2 separate regions of the Canis lupus genome follow, and region 2 is linked to region 1. The links are chromatin contacts, called in public Hi-C maps. All regions are on one chromosome and are shown on one strand. The core of a region is the stretch at or near the end of the contact, and the rest is flanking DNA. Distances in the headings are between cores, read along the strand shown. Region 1 overlaps ARHGEF17 (rho guanine nucleotide exchange factor 17). Region 2 overlaps LOC119864981 (a long non-coding RNA gene).

Evidence for each region. Hi-C and Micro-C count contacts between places; a contact is called where the count stands out from the background.
Region 2: a contact with region 1 is called in a Hi-C map of skin fibroblasts, with 2.9 times the contacts expected there. The contact joins two enhancer-like sites. A contact is called at or near these places in 5 of 9 Hi-C or Micro-C datasets (amygdala, blood, liver and 1 more).

What each region holds. Positions count from the first base shown.
Region 1 is chr21:24,997,373-25,003,988 of UU_Cfam_GSD_1.0, forward strand. The region is part of intron 1 of ARHGEF17 (rho guanine nucleotide exchange factor 17); the gene reads right to left. Among named protein-coding and RNA genes, the nearest start is that of RELT, 29 kb to the left of the region's middle. Within about 2 kb of position 3,434, at least 3 of the 20 cell types and tissues checked have an H3K27ac peak or open chromatin away from gene starts, as enhancers often do.
Region 2 is chr21:25,039,069-25,045,327 of UU_Cfam_GSD_1.0, forward strand. LOC119864981 (a long non-coding RNA gene) reads left to right here. Exons shown (of 3, transcript XR_005375674.1): 3 at 1-827. Among named protein-coding and RNA genes, the nearest start is that of ARHGEF17, 6.0 kb to the left of the region's middle. Within about 2 kb of position 3,508, at least 2 of the 20 cell types and tissues checked have an H3K27ac peak or open chromatin away from gene starts, as enhancers often do.

The DNA.
Region 1 (6,616 bases), core at 2,184-4,683:
ACCCCCCACCCCCCCAGCTGCCAACTGTGAAAACCCCTCCTTCAGGCTCAGAGCTACAGGGTCAGACCCTACCAGACTGGGCTGCACACCACCCCTGAGAGTGGAAACTGTGACCTCCCACCACAGATGACAAAAGGGTGGCTCAGAAAGGTGAAGTTAGTGCCAAAGGTCACACGGCAGGTGGGGGCAGGGTTCACCCACTCTCAGACAAGGCTGGATCCCAGTTCTCCCAGTAAAGAAGGTTAATTGAGCCCTACTCCACACCAAGCACTGTTCTAAGCATATATTAGTTCATCCTTCTGACCATGCTGTGAGGTAGACATTCTTCTTCTTCCCATTTTAAGGATGGGAAAAGGACACCCAGGAACTAATGCCTCCATTCTATGAATCTGACGGTCTGTAGTATAGAGTCCCTGAGGGGTCGGTCACCCAGACTCTGCACCCACACCTCCAGGGATAGGGTGTGCACCCCTTACAGGGCAGCCCCATTCCGTGGGAAGGCTTTGCTAGAAGCCAGTCACAGGATGCCTTCTCTGTGTTTGACTCCCTGAGACTCAGTTTACCTACTGCCCCTTGCCACTAGTTCCTATGCCTCTGGCCCACTCCTCCAAGAAGCCTTCGCCAGATGGCACCAGCTGCAACAAGCTCCCTTCCGGGTGAGGGATTCCACTCTGGGTATCCTCTAAGTCCTTGTAGAGGTCCTGAACAAGGCCTCCTCAGAGCCCAGATCTCTGGGGTTTATTCTCCCCTCTCCACTCTTCTTCCCAGGCCTCAGCTTGGCCAGGGCACTTGTCTGGACCTTGTCTCAGGCTCCAGCCATCAAGGCCTGCTGATTGAGTGTCTGTTCTTTGCATGTGGCAATGGAAGTGTGGGTGTCCATGTCTGCGGCATCCCGCCTGTCCCTATCCCTGGAGGCCTTCAGGGGAGGGACTCAACCAGTGGAGCTGAGCTGCCTTGGTCACCTCGGTGCCCAGGGTCAATGTCTGCTGAGTAGATAGGAGTCCAAGGCCTGTTCAGCTTGCCTGATCCAACTCCTGCTCACCCCTCTGCTCGCAGTATGCTCACCTCCCTGTGATCCCTTTCCTCTGAATTCAGGGACTTGGGGCTAGGTCTGTCCCCAAACCTGTCAACAGTGAGACACACTCATGAAAGTAAGCTCCTGTGCTAGGAACTCAGGGGTGGAGGGGGTGAGAATGACTTTCCCTTGAGGGAGGGGAGGAGACTAGCTTTGCCCCACCCCCACCAGCTGTGTTTCCTGATAAGTGAGAAGACACTGGGCTCTGCCTCAGAGCCCCAGCTACAGTCAGATCATCTATCCTCAGTGATTCAAAGGCCTTTAAAACAGCAGGGCAGCTTCCATTAGGAGGGAACACCAGTTGGGCCGACCCTAGGATGGAGAGTTTGGGAGAGTACCAAGGGCCAGAAGGGCCTCCCAAGGAAAGGCCCACATGCCCAATCCTCCCCTTGTCCTCCAGGGTCCTCTAAGCACAGATATGGCCTCATTTCTGCCTCACAATCACAGCTCTATGATGATGGTATCATCATCTCCATTTTACAGATGAAGTAGTCAAGTCCAAGAGGTGACTTGACTTGCCCAAGGTCACACAGCCAGAAACCGGCAGAGTGAGGACCAAGTATCTTTATTTTTTTTTAAAGATTTATTTGAGAGAGAGAAAGAGAGAGGGTGAGCAAGGATGGGAGCAGGGGGAGTGGCAGAGTGAGAGGGCGAGAGAGAATCTCAAGTAGACTTCCCACTGAGCACAGTCTGATGTGGGGATCAAGCTCACAACCCTGAGATCATGACCAGAGCTGAAACCAAGAGTCGGACGCAACAGATTGTGCCACCCAAGTGCCCCAACCCCAGTCTCTTTAGCCACCTCATGCTGAGTCTTAGGACACAAGCATCCAGAGTTCTTGCCCAGACTGACCGTCCAGCCATGGGCCACACGGTCCCCGGCTATGCCCCTTCCTAGGCGTGTGAGCTGGGGTAGTCACCTAACTGCTCTAGGGTTCTACATTCTCCTCTATGAAATGGAATGAATTATGCAGCCCTCCCAGTACTGTGAAAGCAGGGAGCTGGGAAGCAGGGCAACTCTCTACTCACGCTGGATCTTCAATGTCCATTCTTACTCTAACTCAGCAAAACAGTCCATCTATATCCATCTCCCTGCTTGGACAGGGAGCTCCCTGAGAGTAGAACCAGGCCTGGGCTCAGCCCTGGGCAGCACAAACCCCTCCCCACTCCACTGCCTGGACCTGGCCCTGCCAGGCCCAGTGGTGAGGGTCATGGGCAGGGAGGCCTTCTGAGGGAGGCAGGGCTGGGGCTGAGCCTGGCGGCCCAGCGGGCTGGGGTAACTCACACAGGGAGGCTGACGCTGCAACACCCGCCTTTCCCAGCCTCCTCTGGCTTGAAAGCACAGTGCGCTGTCACTCAGCTGTCAGGTAGAGGCATGGAAAATAAGGCCAGCTCCCTGTCACTGCATGGAGTGCCCTTCTGCACGTGCCCAGACACGGGTGTGAGTGCATGTGGGGGTGGGGGAGCGAGGGGGAGCAAAGGGAAGCAGGAGCCGGGCAATGCAGCTGTCAGGCAGATCAGCAGGCCCACCTGTTCTGGGCGGGACAGCCCTGTAGGCCTAGCCTCCCCCGGGAGCCTGTCACCTCTCAACAGCCCCATCCCCAGACCTCCACTACAGGGGGCACTGAAGTGGGAGAGGGAGGGGGCCTGAGGGCATACAGCAGGAAGACAGAGGGCGGCCTCTCCTACGAGTATGATTGGACATCATGACCCAAAGCTTAAGACCCTATGTACACAGCATGAAGACAGAGACACATGCACACAGAAGCTGTGGAGGCCAGACACCCCGCAAAGAGACCAAAATGAAATGCAGCCAAGTCACTTAGCTGAGAACCAGAGCCTTCAGCCCAGAGATGTAAGGTGCTGGGGAGAAGCACACATTCCACAGCACAGGAAAGACAGAACCAGAGCCCCAGGAGCCCAGGAGAGCAGGACAATCAGAGTCCAGGCCCAGAGAAACATACAAAGGCATGGATACAGCCCCTGGAAACCTCCCCCTCTTCTTCCCCCAGAAGGGAAGAGCACAGAGCCAGGAATGGGGACACCACCATTGCCACCACAGCACGACATCTCCAAGGCCCAGCGGGTCCAGTGGCGTGGAGAGAATGGCAAGGGGGGGGGGGGGGGGCGGCAGCAAATAAGCCAGTGTCACGGTCCCATCCCCCCAGCACATACATACACCTGGGGACTGCCGCAGGCCTGCCAGAGAAAGGCTGATAAAACCTCCCCTTCCTGAGCCGGCGAACCCAGGATTCCGCAGGAGACAGCCTCTGCCTGCACGCTGACCCATATCACGCACTACTACGTATCACCAGGCCTTGCCAAGGCTCGGTCTCAGGGTACCGGCCCCCCACCCCGGTTGAGGCTGCCAGCCCTTCTCCCTGCCCCCATCACCAGTCTCTGAGCCCCCAGGCTCAGATCCGGCTCAGTGTGCCGGCTCGAGTTGCTGGTCCTGCATCCCAGCATCTACCCACGCCTCCCCAGGCCCGCGGCCGCTGGGTTCTGGGTCTTGGCCCCGGCTCCCTGGCTGTCTCCCCACCCCCCCCACCCCCCGTACCTGGGCCTCCCCAGGTTCCTCTGCGTCAGCACCGCTGCTCCCGGCGGGCTCCCCGGAGGCGGTGGCCGGGCCCAGATCGCGCATGTCTTCCAGCGCGATGGTGAACTGGGCCAGGGTCTTCACCATCTGAAGCATGCGGCCGGGCCGCCGCCAGGGCGGGGGGCCGGGGCGGCGGGGCACGGCGGGCCCCCTCTCTCCCACCGTCGCTCCCTCCCTGGGGCTCAGCGGGGCCGCGGCGGCGGGCGCGGCGTCGGTTCCAGCGTCGGGCTGACCGCGACGGCCCGGGCGGCGGCGCTGTTGCCTCCTCCGCTCGGCGAGTGCGCGGGGCGAGCCAGGCGCGCAGGGCGCCGCCGGGCGGGGGAGGGGAGCAGAGACGAGTCCCCGCCCCGCCCCGCGCCCCGCCGCCGGGTGCCCCCTCCGCGCCGAGGGCGGCCAGACCTCGCCCCCGCCCCCGCCCCCGCCGCGCCCCCGCCGCCCCCCACGCAGCGGCCTCCCCTGCGGACTCATCCCCCTCTGAGGACAGAAGTCGGCGCACACCCGTGGACAAAGGCAAGTACGCCGGGAGGCAGGGCCTTTTGTCCACACCTGCGCCCACGCAGGCACACACGGGGGCACGCGCGGATCTACACAGGACAGGCCCAGATACAGGGAAACCTGCCCCCTGGCCTTGATTGGTATATATGTGTGCGTGAGGGCCAAGTGCACACACATGGATGTAGCCCATACACACCTGAACCCTGACACTCAGGACGCCGATCCAGTGCTTCAAAGTGGCACAGGCTCCCGTGTTCACACGACTATAACCAGGCACAAACAGGCACACATATTTAGGGACGAGAATACGAGCACATCCCTGGACACTGGCACTGTTCTCCCGACCCGGGACAGAGCATTAGGGCCTGAGAGAGGAGAGGGCCCTCCCTGAGTCATGCCTACTCCCAGCCCACCCAGTTGACCTGTGTCCTATACTTGAGGCAGTCCTAGTGGATTCCAGTCCTATCCCTCTCCACCCCACCCCCCACCATGGGGAGGGGCTCAGGCATTTGCAACCCCACCACCATCACCAGATGATACTCCAGAATGTTTCCAAGCATGATCCCCAGGAGATGGTCCTCAAATCGCAGGTGATGCCAGAACTCACAGGGTAAGCTTTGTTTTTGTACCAGCTCCCCTCCCACCAGAGGGTCCTGATGCACCCTGCAGCTGACTGGGGAGCCCTCTGTGCTGGCTGGCTTTGTGCTTCTTTAGTGTACCGAGGGCGGAACTCCTGATGCTTTCCCGCAAAACTTACTTTCCCCTGGTTTTCTTGCACAGTGGAAACCTTCTGACCCATTGCCCAAGCCAGTCCCTGCCATCCCTCTATGCCTTGCTTAATGTGCCCCAACCACTTGTTTTAACTCTTTAGAAGCAGACCAGACTCTCTCCTAGCTCAGGGCCTTGGCCCTTGCCTTTTCCCTCTCCTTGCAGTGTTTTTGCTTTCCCTTTAAGACTAATTTTGGTGCAAATGTCACCTCCTCAGGGAAGCCCTCCCTGATCCTCAGATCAGGCCAGGTGCACCTGCTCTGTGCTCTCAAAGATCTTAGTTTTTCTTAACCAGATACCATAGTTTGTAATTACACATTTGAACAATTGCTAGATTGATGGCCATCTCCTCCCAGGAGACTGTAGGTTCCCTGAGGGCAAGGTCCATGGCCCTTTGTAAACCACAGCACTCTGCACATAGGTGTTGGCTGATAAAACTTCAATAACTCTTCCCCTTCTCTTCTCCCCACACACTGAGCAGTCATCATGGGGAGGCAAATCTTGTAATTCCCTGCTCACGAACCTCCCCTGGCAGCCCCGTGGCACGGGATCAACCCCTCTTACTGGCCCTTGCAGCCTCCTGTGCTGTTCTGCTCACCCTGCTACCTTCTCCTGTTCAGCCCTCAGCCAGGTGAATCGATACCCCACAGTCCCATCCAAGGGAATTAATTATTCCTTACCCTCTCCTGAGAAGGCAGGACAGGAGCCCAGTAGCACTAGCCTCCTCATCTCTGATGAGGAGGCTAAAAGTCCAACACTAAAATTTCAACTTCCCAACAGACAATCCCAGGGTGGTCAACAATGAAAACAGGCATTGAATTCCAAGAAAGTAGCAAGACAAAACAGCTGTGACCCCCACCTGGCAGCGGCTCCCAGAGCAGTGAGGCCCGCACTCACTGGGGAGTGGGGTGTGGGGAGGATGGGGGGAGTGGGCAGGGCCTGACGCCTGATAGGTGCTTGCTGAGTTTGTGCTGCCCTAAACAATTGGTGAGCCCATCTGTCTCTCCTGTGTCCCAACAGGGCCTGGCCTAGAGTAACTCCTGAGCCAGCTCGTTGAATAAAAATGAATGAAACCATGAGTGTGTGCTGATCCCTCTGTGACAGTGGTTGTGACAGTGGTTCTCAAAGTGCAGGCCCTGTGTACCCGCAGGGAATGTGTTAGAAATGCACATTCTTACCGTCCCCCCCCCACCCCCCCCTCCACACTACCTTACAGACCTGAAACTCTGGGTGGGGCCTAGCAATCTGTCTACTGGCAGTCTTCAAGGCCTAGAGCCTGCCTGGCCACAGCATCTCATCCCTTCTGTCCCTGGGAGGCAGAATAAGGGCTCCCCAGGAAGGCCCCAAGCCCTTCTCTACCTCTAGTTTGAACCAAGAATCAGTGAGTCCATCTACCTCTTATCCTCCCAGTGGGATAGATTATGGACTTCCCTAGGGGAATTGGCGTGGGGCCTCCACCTCCTCCTCCTCTCAGGGCTGGGCAAGTTGGGGGAGGGTTTGGAAAAGCCAGAACAGTTTGCTGAGTGATGATTTAAGCATAGAGAATGGACACACCCCGTGGACAAATCTAAATAGCCAGGTCCCAAAGATAATCCCACACTCGCACAAGGGCTGTGGTTTGAACGTCCCACCTCTGCCCCATTGCTTGATCACTGTCACTACTTAACTCACTTTTGGTTTTT
Region 2 (6,259 bases), core at 2,258-4,757, 42 kb after region 1:
TCATGATGAGACAAAGTCATCTCCCAGGTACCGAGGGGGCCTGGTTGTGTTTAGCCCTTCAAAGACTTATCTAGGAGGTGGCTGGAAACATGGGGAATCAAGATGGAGAGGGGGACACTGTGCTGAGAGTCTAGAGCTGGGCCCAGTGCAGGCACCCTCACAGACACGCCAGGTGACCCTCAGCAGGTCGCTCTCTTCCTTTGGGACTTAGGCTCCTCGCCTATGAAAGGGGAATGAAAACAACCCCATCTACCCAGTGACTCACGGTGACCCAGCAAGATCAGGGCTGTTGGTCCCTTGGAGAAATCAAGATAGTAAGGTTGTGATGATCACAGTCATGGCCAATGATGGGCCTTGGGTACTTAAGAGGAAGAAAGATGAGGAATAGAGGACTCCCAAGAAGCAGTAAGCCCCAGGAAGGAACTGTCTTGGGGGAATCAGGCTCTTGACTCCATTCCCAAGTCAATTAGAAATGACCTGACAGTGTCCCCTTTCCTGTATAATTAGCCCTCAAACGCACAGAATTGAATTATTTATGACTTTTTGTTCATGGCATATTCTCACCACTTATTTAATTGGCTCCCACCACAAAACAAAACAATTAGGACTTTGACGATCTCCTACATCTCATTATCTAGCTTCCCTAACCCCTTCTCCTGCTGCCATACCACCCAGGATAGCTATTTCCTCTTGTGCTCAGCGTGCCCTTGCTTCCTTTTTGTATAGTTTTGTTGCATCTGTGTATTCCTCCAAAGTATGTATTTTCATTTTAGTTGTCTTTTTAACTTTATAAAAAGGGCATCTTGCTGTGTACAATTTTCTTGAAATTTGTTTTGTTTTTTTGTTTTTTTTTTTAATTTATTTATGATAGTCACAGAGAGAGAGAGAGAGAGAGGCAGAGACATAGGCAGAGGGAGAAGCAGGCTTCATGCACCAGGAGCCCGACGTGGGATTCAATCCCGGGTCTCCAGGATCGCGCCCTGGGCCAAAGGCAGCCGCCAAACCGCTGCGCCACCCAGGGATCCCAGAGATTTGTTTTGTTTTTAAAGATTTTATTTATTCATGAGAGACACACAGAGAGGCAGAGACATAGGCAGAGGGAGAAGCAGGCTCTCTGCTGGGGGCCCAATGCAGGACTTGATCCCAGGACCCCAGGATCACACCCTGAGCCGAAGGCAGACACTCAACCACTGAGCCACCCAGGTGCCCCTCTTGAGATTTCTTTGTACTTAATATTATACTGCTAGATTTATCCATATTGTCACGTGTCGGTAAAGGGCATTCTGGCTGCGTGTAATATTCCAATGTGGGAATATAGCACAGTGTATTCATCCAGTCTGTCATGGACGGGCATTTGGGTGTTTCCAGGTGTTTGCTTTTGTGAATGGTGCTGCTCTGAGCACCTTGCCTGACTCCCACAGGCGCAGGAGTGCTCAGGGTAATGGGCCATGTGACTACTCAACATCCAGGAGGCATTATCAAGCTAGGATCAAATCTCTCTCTTTCTCTGTTTTTTTTTTTTTTTCTTTCTTTTTTTTTAAATTATTTGTGCTTCCTTTTATGTAAAGTGCCTGTTTGTGCCTCTTCTATTGCATTATCATACTTTTTGTACTTAATGATAATTCTGCCCTAATTTTTCCATGCTCGATACCGTTGGTGGCTTAGGGAGGCGGCTGGTTAGTATTATTGCTGTTTTGTAGGTAAGGAAGCAGAGGCTTAGAGAAGTAAACAGTCTTGTTCAAAGTCATGGAGTCAGTAACAGCCCTTCTGCACTGAGCTAATTAGCTTACCTTCAGCTAAGAAGGCTCCTCTGCCCCTCAAGCTGAGGCAAAGCCCCCCTGGTCCCCAGCATCTCTCAGCCCTGACCATTACATGAGCTTATAGTCTCCCTAGTAAGGCCTTCCTTGCCCCCAGCCCTCTTTTCTTTTTAAAAGATTTATTTATTTATTTTGGAGAATAGGGGGTAGACAGAGGGTGAGGGAGAGAATCTCCAGGAGACTCCCCACTGAACATGGAGCCTGAAGCAGGACTCAATCCGATGACCCTGAGATCATGACTCTAGCTGAAACCAAGAGTCATATGCTCAGCCCCAAGAGTCTGAGGCTCAATGGACTGAGCCACCCAGGTGCCCCATCCCCTACCCCTCTTTATGTTCTTCTGAGCTCTCCTCCCCAATGGGCATGATCCAGGGTGTTTGTTTATTTCATTATTGCCATTCTCCTCCATCAGACTAGGAGCTCCCTGAGGACAGGAACCCACTTCTCAGCACAATGCCTGGCATGTAATAGGTGCTCAATTAATGTTATTTACTGGATGAACTGTTTCCTTGTCTGTACCCCTACCCTCACCGCAGATTCTTTCTGAGAATAGGGTCTGGGTCTGAGCTGCTTCTGTGTTCCCATCGCCATCTTGGAGGAGCCTAGAGGATGTGTGTTGAACAAATGAATGAGGGAGGGAGGAGAAGGCTGTATCTCTTGTTAGGACAGATCCAGTGCTCCTGGGCTTTTCCAAATTGGAAAGGTCAAACCCTGGTTCCTGACTCTCTGGCTACTCCATCTTTGGCCCTGCCCCTGTCCTCAACCTACAACAGCCAACAATCACAGGTCTCCTGTCATAGAAACACCTTCCCTGTGCCTAGCCTCCCTGGGAATGTTCTTCTCTCTTCTACCCATCACCTCCACTTCCTCCCCTCCTGCTACGCCCTCACTCACCCACCTCCACTGCCACCATCATTCAGAAACTTCCAGGCTTTGACCTTCCACCTCTCCGGCTCCTCCTCCTGCCCAGCCCCTTAATGGAGTTCCCAGGTTCTCTCCAGCCCTTCCTTCTTTCTCTCTCTGGAAACCCATCCACCCGCTCAGCCTCCAGCAAAAGCAGCATGACCACTCCCCAAGCTTTTCAACTTTTCTAAGCCTTTCCAGGTATTTCCAGCTCACACCAGGCTAGACCCTGGGCCCCACTCCAGTCCAGGACAGTGCCTGGCCTCCGCCTATGTCCATCATCTCAGGATAGTACCCAAGTAAAGGGATTCCTTTGGCTGTGGGTAACAAAGGCCTGAAAAACTAGTGGCTTAAAAAAGATAGACATTTATTTCTCTCTTGTGCAGAAGTCCAGATTTAGGTGGTCCCAGACCAGAACAGTCAGAAACCTGAGCTGCTTCTCATGGTCCAAGATGGTGCTTCAGCTGTGATGTCCCCATTGTAAGCAGTAAGAAGGATGGGGAGGCAAAGGACAGACACTACCTATCTTTTAAAGACACTCACCCCCTCCCCGTGTTAAACTGCCTTAGGGTTTGCTTATCTCCCATTGCCCAGGATTAAATTACCTGGTCATACTTAGCTGCCAGTAAGCCTGGGAAATGAAGTTTTCATCCTAGGAGACCTTGTGCCCAATTAAAAAAGAGTTGATATTGCAGTTGGCATTTAGCTCTCTCTGTCAGAACTTCCTAGGGGGTCTCCAGTTACTGGGACTGGCTGAGGCAGGTGGGCACTTGGAAGGCAAGTGAATAAAGGAAAGGGAAGAGAAGGGAGGGCAGGTGGAGGGGGATGTCTAGTATTTGTTAGAGAAAGGCTGTGTGACCTTGACATGTCAATTCCCACATCCAGGCCTCAGTTTCCCCATCTGTAATTGGGGGTGTTGTAAGGACTCAGTGAGAAATGGTGCCTAGAACCTGCAGAGCCCAGCAAATGGCCACTGCTGTCATTGTTGTGGCTCCCCAGTGCTTCCCTGGGCTGGCACCAAGCCTTTGACTCTCTAGCCCTGCCAGCTCTCCAGCCTGATCTCAGGCCACAATTCTTATCAGTCCTCCAACACCCTCCCTCGGGCTGTGCTGTTCCCTGCACCAGAACGACCTGGCCCTCTCTTCTTCCATCTGATTACATCCATCCTTCAAGCCCCAGCTGCACTGCTCCCTCCCCAAGAAGTCTTCCCCAAGCCATAGTGAATCACCTTGGAATCACACGCTACCCCCATGCCTCAGTCTATGTCCCCTCTGCACCCCAGTAAGTAGACATCCCCAGTGTGATCCCCCATCACTGAGTTCGCTCTGAGTTAAAGTGAGGAGAGTGAGGGGTGGGGACAAAAGGAGGGAAAAGGAAGGGAACATTCAGAGTCCCTCATACTGGCATGTAATAGATGATTTTTCCTCCTTATAGGAACAGATGGGGCTCATGGATTATGGCCCTTGTTCTGTAAAAAGTGTGCTTGAGGTTTTTTTTGTTTTGTTTTGTTTTGTTTTGTTTTTCTTAAAAGATCAGCTGCCTACCAGGTGAAGGAAAAGGAGAAACCCCCTGCTCAAAGCCCCTTGTTTAGAAACCTCCTAGGCCAATTGCTAAAGAGAAATGCTGGAGGAACTTGTGTGCACAAAAGGCAAGATCATTGTAATAGTAACATGCCTTGCATGCTTACTATGTTATGTTCCAGGCATTATTCTAAGTGTTTTGCACGCATTAATCCTCACAACCACTTTACAAGATAGATATCGTTACTATTACCATTTTACAGCTGGGGAAGTTAAGGTACAAAGAGGCTAAATAATGTGCCCAGAGTAACACAGCTACAAAGGGGGTAGAGCCAAGATAAACACCAAGATGACCTGACTGGAGTCTCTACCCTTTATCCTATTACGCCTCACAAAGAGAAGCTGGGAATGAAATTTACCTGTGGCCCACAGTTTTCACTCTTGGAAAAGTAACCAAAGGGTCACAGTTCTTGGCAGTCTGCTAGGACTCTGCAGGGCTCAGCAGGCACTGTGGGCAGAAACCCTCTGCCTTCTGCTCTCCTACTCCCCAGCACCTCCGGGACAGGCAACTGATGACGAGTCTGGTCTCAGACTCGGAACAAGACACAAGGTAGCTGGTATTTGTACTACTTGGCAAGGCATTGCATCCCATAGGGAATAGACGTCTTCTGACATTTCCGCACATCTTTTCACTGCGACTTAAAGAATCAAAGCTCCTTCTGTCCAAATTATCAGCCTCTTCTGGAGAACACTTTTGATGGATTCCCAAGATGGGTTGGGTCTGGTTTTCCCACTTCCTCAGCCAGCTGTAAGCATGCCTCCAACATGACTATGGAGTTTAACTCCAGCAGAGTCTGTCTCTCAATGGCTTCATGGCCCAATAGCCTGGGGGATTAGAGAGAGCTAAAAGAAAAATACTAAGTTATGCAGTCCTTGCCCTTCCTGCTCTGTCCCTCTGCCCTGCCCTCTCTCCCCTCTACCTTCTAGGTCGGTTCCCATACAGGGTCAGCGTGGTAAGAGGGGAGGGAACGAGGACCAGAGAAGAAGTGAGGGGGAATGGGGTGGGGTGGGGTGATAGAGATATGAAGGAAAGGAGCCAAGAGGACAAGGAGCTGTATGGGTGGGGCTGGAAGGAGGGGTGGGCGGGAAGAGCAGATAGAGAGGCCTTGTGTAGTAGAATCTCCTTCGTTGCCTCCTCAGAGATCTTCAGTGAAGATGTCTTTCCAGAGCTTTTGAAGGCTCAGCTCTGTGTTTGCCTCCATGAGATGGCCTCCAGCAGCTTCTAGGCACCTACGGGCCAGAATGATGGAGCTGAGAGGGCAGGAGCAGAACCCATGAAACAGTCTGTCTTGAGACTGATTGGCAGGCTCCCGGCCACAGAACCTCTGCACCTCCATGTTGCAGCCTTCTGGTGGCCCTAAGTCTCTTCAAGCTTTTGACTTCTTCTAGTATGAAGCAGTGTTGAAGGGCTATTTCCCCTCACTTGGGGGGCCTAGTGGAGGGTCCTCAGGCACCCAGGATACCCTGAGGCTGAAAGAGGCATATTTGAAGAGGTGGGTGGAGGAGAAGTGGGATCTGGAGCTCTTACTGGCATTTAGTGCTCTAGTTATCCCCCCCACTCCCCCACCCCCACCCCACTCCTGGCTTAATTGAAACTCACTATTGATTTATAGCCAGATTCAGTACATCTCTACCTCTGGGTTTTGTATACATACAGGGCTTTCCACCAGGAGCAGCCTTCCCTCTGCCTTTTTTTTTTTTTAATTTTTTTATTATTTATTTATGATAGTTACACAGAGAGAGAGAGAGAGGGGCAGAGACATAGGCAGAGGGAGAAGCAGGCTCCATGTACCGGGAGCCCGACGTGGGATTCGATCCCGGGTCTCTAGGATTGCGCCCTGGGCCAAAGGCAGGCGCCAAACCGCTATGCCACCCAGGGATCCCCCTCTGCCTTTTGGATTCCTTCCCAGCTCAACCTCCACTTCTTTGAAGAAGCTCTTCCTAATTCCTCCCTCTGCT